Regions from separate parts of the Mus musculus genome. Here region 2 is linked to region 1. The links are chromatin contacts, called in public HiChIP or PLAC-seq maps. All regions are on one chromosome and are shown on one strand. The core of a region is the stretch at or near the end of the contact, and the rest is flanking DNA. Distances in the headings are between cores, read along the strand shown.

Region 1 (2,722 bases), core at 81-2,580:
ACCTGAAGCACTTCTAAGCCAGCTTTTGCTCAGGTTATGCTCAAGAGCAATGGTTCTCGACCTGTGGGTCGTGACCCCTTTGGGCTTGCATATCAGATATCCTGTATAGCAGATGTTCACAATACCATTCATCGTAATGGCAAAATAACAGTTATGGAGTATCAACAAAAATAATTTTATGGTTGGGAGTCACCACAACATGAGGAACTGTATTAAAGAAGTCACAACGTTAGGAAGATTGAAAACCACTGATCTACAGAATTTAAATAATGTAGAATCCCTGAGGGCGGAGCTGGGCCAGGAGTTGTTCTTTATACTTTTAAAAATCACATGTGTGTGCATGCGTGTGCTTTTAGGCACAAGTGCGGAGGCCAGAAGACAACTTTAAGAAAGCAGTTGGCTCTCACCTTTTACCATATGAGTTCCTGGAATCACACCCAGGCTGTGTGACTGGCTTGGCAGCAAGCACATTTACCTACCTACTGTCCTACTGGGACAGTCAGCTTGCTGTCCCAGGAGTAGATCTTAGAATTCCCCAGGTGATCCCACCTATTACCAAGGTCAAGACCCATTGATGGGGCACCAAGGTCCACAAGTATATGGATCCTTCTACAGCAGCCTCCCATCGGACCTGGAAAGCAGTTACAAACTTGCAGAGTGCTCAGCAGTGGTCAGACGCCAGCTGACTCAATTGCGAGTAACTACTGCAGAAATGACAGCTCTAGAATTCATAAGAAGAACCTGACGGGCATGCTAATCTCGCTTTCCAGGTACAGAAAAACAACTCCGATAAAAACAACAACAGCAGCAATTGGCAACTGTGGAAGAGCAGGCTTGTTAATTTCCTTTTGAGCTCAGGAGGCCACTCTTTGGCTGGTGGAAACTCCCGATGGTAAACTGTGCTGTGTTTACCATTTGTCTGAGCTTGCAGCCCCCCATAGGGGGCCCAATACACTGCTATGAGCTCCGTGGGTGCTTAATAAATATTTGCTGGCTGTCTAGCTCACCCAAATGGGGGAGAACAGAGTGTGTTTTCTTTGCAGTTGGAGAAAATATAGCTACCTAACTACCGCCTATGACCTCATGAAGGCAGGTACAAGTCAGCTTGTGGCCAGGTTTTGAAAAGCAGCAGGGCAGAAGGTGCTGGAGGGGAGAGGGAAGAGGCCATGCAAGAAGCTTCGGCATCTCTGTACCCCTGGCATGAAATAAACAGAAGAAAACTATGCCAATAGCTGCATAATGAATTTGCTTCTGACTGCCAAAGTAGGGGGCCTCTGAACAATGAACAATTTGAACGGCTTCTGTTTCCACAATGCAGCCTTGTGAATGTCCACAGGCAAGAATTTCTGCCTACCAAGCAGTGTGCATTTTTCCTGTCAGGGGCTGTGCTCTAGACCTGGGCAGCAAATTGTGGACCAAAGACACATTTCCTGTCCAGGGCGGGGAAAGGAACAGTTGCGCCTGCTGTCTGGCGTAGCTCTCAGGTATGATAGACACAGTTTCTTTTTCTCCAAGCCATTTTTTTTTCCTGAAGCAAAGACAAATGTTCTAGATAGCTGCAGTGGCCTGGCTTCAGGCAGATGGCACACCGATAGGGTTTCAAGAACGTCCCTGCCGTTACGACCATCCTCTAGCTTCAGCAGCATCAGAGGATGTAGTGAGTTATGTGGCAAGTCACGGCAGGATCCTTTGTAACTAAGCCCTCACAAAAATTAGAGACCACATTCAACACCCTCTCCTGGCATGCCAGCTGGCCTACCAACAGTGTTCCCAATCTGGATTTTCTTTGTAAACAGTTGAGAATAATCATTGCTTCTGACAAACTCTGAGGCCTAAGTAGATAATATTTACCTAGCATGTATAGAATAAAGTTTCCCTTCCTTCCTGTTCTCAGAAAGCCCTTCGGTCAGACCAAATCTCTAGTCACAGACTCACACAGTTACTGGTGTTACAGTGTTACAGTCACAGTGTTTCTGGTGCCTGTGTCCATTGTGCGCTCAGCATCTGAGGACAAGCTTAATACAAATATGGCTGTTTAAACAGAATGTTTTTGTCCTCCAATAGCAAAAGCATGTGACATTCTGGATGCACCTTACCTACTATGATGCAGAGGAGTGAAAAATTACCAAGAAAAGTACCAAGGGTTAGCCAAGATATGTGTAGTACCCATCCCTACAGAGGTCATCAAGAAATGATCCCTGAGCCAGAGCCAGGGTAGCACACGCCTGAAATCCTAGCGCTTGGGAAACTGAGGCAGGAGGATTGAGAATTATGGACTAGCCTGAGCTACAGAAGGAGACCCTGTCTTAATAGTAATTACTATTGCTTCCTGGGAAAACAGATATTTTTTTAAAAAAACACAACACTTAAGGATTTTAGTTCATGACAAAGACACTGGGATCTATAAGGGACAGCATCTACCTCCCAGAAGTTCTCAGGATGCCTAGAAGAATGGAATCATCATGCAATTCCCTCAAGCTTAAGACTGAACATAATAAATACCCAAATAGAAAAAGCAAAACAAAACCCTTCCTGCCAAACACTGCTTCTTACCTTTTCTTTGACCTTAGTAATGGAGGGAAGCCATGATATTCCAACTTTGTACTGTGTGTGTGTGTGTGTGTGTGTGTGTGTGTGTGAATGCCATCACAGTATATCAAGAGGAGACAAGTTTTAAACAAAGTGTGTGGTAAGTGTGTTAGTGAGGAGGGCCTGGGTATTG
Region 2 (2,700 bases), core at 156-2,655, 58 kb before region 1:
GTTTTTATTTTTTTAAACGGAGCCAGTGTAGTTATAAAGCATGTTGGTGCATTTTATGATGGTTTCTATCTTGGAGTGAAGAGATCAATTATAGCGCATCTAGATGCCGTTAACCTAGCACTGGCTGCGCTGTTTCTATGGGGCATCAAACTTGACCTTAGAGGCATAGCGTCTCTTTTCTGCCATTTTCTTGGTGCAATAATGATAATTTCTCCAAAATCTAAATATCAAAATTGTGACATGCTCTGAGACTTCCTTTAAGGATGGAGCCCTTAGACAGTTTTCCTGTCCCCAAATCCTTTAAGTCTCAATTAGCAAAAGATCTCTTCCCTTCTGTCAATGCTGGTAGACAAAACTTTAAGCTTCCGTTACTAACGATTATTACATGTCATAGTCTGATACATGGAAAGAGCAATCATGTTAGAATAAAAATAATAGAGCATGTCTAAATCACTCCAGTATTACTGGGATCAAAGCATATTTAGCATGCATGTCCCTCTAGTTCTTCTTTAGCGTTAGTACAGAATAGTGCATCCCCTAATCCCTGAACCTAGCATGCAGAGCAGAGGACTTAAGTTATGATTAATTATTTTAGTTAAAAAAAAAGGAGAGACGGTTTTCCTCATCCAGAAGCTCAAGGTGACAAACTACAAACATCCTTCTATGAAATACGGTATTACATAGAAATACTTGCAACAGAAATAGAAGAGAGGCTACACTATTAATAATTTAATATTAGCCCCCAGGATAAAGAAAAAACCCACCCAAAACAAGACCATACCACCCGAGATTGTTTTAGAACCGTTTTTGGCTAACCCCTTTCAAGAACCCTCAGTCAAAAGCTTTAAAACAGGCTATTGTCAGAGCGCTGGGTACCTTTTCTCTCTTGGCTTTGTTCAGTATTTTCCTCGGCTGCAGTTTCCATGGCTGGCTTCATACCATCCACCAAAAATGCTTTTTCCCTGCTTCCCCACAACACACAATTTCCCCCCTCCTCTTCCTTTTCTTTTGGACTCCCCTCTGTCTCTCTTCTTTACACCCGCCTGATTGAGAGGCTCTGTTCTTCACTACAGTAGATTACAGTGCCTTCCAAGATGCAAAAGTCTTGTCAGCGTCAATTTCGCTCTGCCTACTGGTCCATAAAGACAGCTGCCAAGGAGCAGGCGACCATACGTCACCGAGGATCCCAGTTATAAAACAGCCACTCTGTGCCCCCACTCCCAGTGCACCCCGGGAAGCTCCTGCTCTCCCACCAAGCTCCTTTTCCTCCCTGCTGTCTTCTCTCTCTCTCTCTCTCTCTCTCTCTCTCTCTCTCTCTCTCTCTCTCCACCAAGCTCCTTTTTCTCCCTGCTGTCTTCTCTCTCTCTCTCTCTCTCTCTCTCTCTCTCTCTCTCTCTCTCTCTCCTTCTCACCTCCCTCTCTCCCTCCCTCCTCTCTCTCCCTCTGTCTCTCCCTCCCCTCCCTTTTTTCTTCTTGCCAACTGCAACCCAATGAATACTAATTAATTCTCCCAGGAAATAATAGACTTGTGACATCAGAGGAAGGGATGTGGAGGAGAAAGAAAGGAGCCCCCTCCCACCACGTGACTTGGTCAGACCACACTATATGTTATCTCTCAGGAGAAAGCCCGTTTCCCTTTGCTTTCCCTTTCTGGGCCATCGATTTTGTTTATTCTATTTATCCCTAAGCCCTGGAAAAGTATCTTCAAAAGATATACCCTTGCTCTATTTAAAACAAAAAAAAACAAAACCCAAAAAACTTCTGTTTCACAAATCTCTAGACAAGCTGACTTAAAAAAATACTAACGACAAAAGAATAAAGGTACTCAAGAGGGAAGAAACTTCAAATAGATTTCACAATGGTGACAGCAATTCAGCATTAGATTCTACTTTTTGTATTAAAATATGAGAAATTTTAGCTCAAACACAATTTCCAAAAGGGGCTAATGCTTATTCAACAATCAGTATATCGAAAGTATATCTATCTGATATTTTGGTGGTTTCTAATATGAAAATCAAGTTTTTTGATAGGATATGATTACATTTGCATACAGTATTATTTGTTAGATGTCCTCAGTCAAAATCCCAAGTGGGTACTTTTTAACGGCACTCTAACCATCTGGCTTTAAGACTATTGTGCCAACAGGGACTCCGATGATTCTGATGGCTGTTTTCACAAACCCCTTTGTACAATTGAGATCAACGTTCTTAACTCACATTAAGCATTTAAATCTTTACTTTGATTATGAGCCGAAATTTTCAAGTATCACCAATTTCATAGACATTTAATAATTGCATCTAGCTCACTCACCTTCATTGACCTTATTGAAAAAATTCTATAGACTGAAGTCACATACAAAGATAACTATCGATAACCACAGGATAAAGGATTTCAGGAGCTGCCATAGCTACGTGGCACCCATACTGGGAGTAAACATTAAAGAAATGTTGGGGGGGCAGTGAAATGGTTCAGCAGGTAAAATTGTCTGCTGCCAAGTCTAGCCACTAGAGAGTTCCATTCCTGGGATCCACATGGTAGAAAGAGACAATAGATTGCTGCAAGCTGTCCTCTGACCACACACACATACACACACATCACACACAGAGATACACAGAGACACACACAGACACACACACCAACACATACACACACACACACACACGCATTTTTAAAAAGACAAGTTGGCAACCACCTCTCCTA

What was found. HiChIP or PLAC-seq counts read pairs in DNA pulled down with a chosen protein or histone mark.
Region 2: a contact with region 1 is called in an H3K4me3 HiChIP or PLAC-seq map of neural progenitor cells, with 41 read pairs. The contact joins the promoter of Gpm6b here to the enhancer-like site in region 1. A contact is called at or near these places in 1 of 15 datasets of contacts at CTCF or cohesin (pro-B cells), 12 of 484 Hi-C or Micro-C datasets (the CH12 cell line, the G1E-ER4 cell line, LSK cells and 7 more), 5 of 115 datasets of contacts at active chromatin or transcription factors (embryonic forebrain, fibro-adipogenic progenitors, forebrain and 2 more) and 2 of 9 other capture datasets (adipose tissue and pancreatic islet).

Annotation. Positions count from the first base shown.
Region 1 is chrX:166,285,494-166,288,215 of GRCm38.p6, reverse strand. It overlaps a transcript of Gpm6b not described here. Among named protein-coding and RNA genes, the nearest start is that of Gpm6b, 58 kb to the left of the region's middle. Within about 2 kb of position 1,330, at least 50 of the 459 cell types and tissues checked have an H3K27ac peak or open chromatin away from gene starts, as enhancers often do. A contact at or near this core is called in cortical neurons, embryonic forebrain, forebrain and 1 more, where this site is marked.
Region 2 is chrX:166,343,258-166,345,957 of GRCm38.p6, reverse strand. Gpm6b (glycoprotein m6b) reads right to left here and starts at 1,405. Exons shown (of 8, transcript NM_001177955.1): 1 at 877-1,405. The coding sequence starts at 937.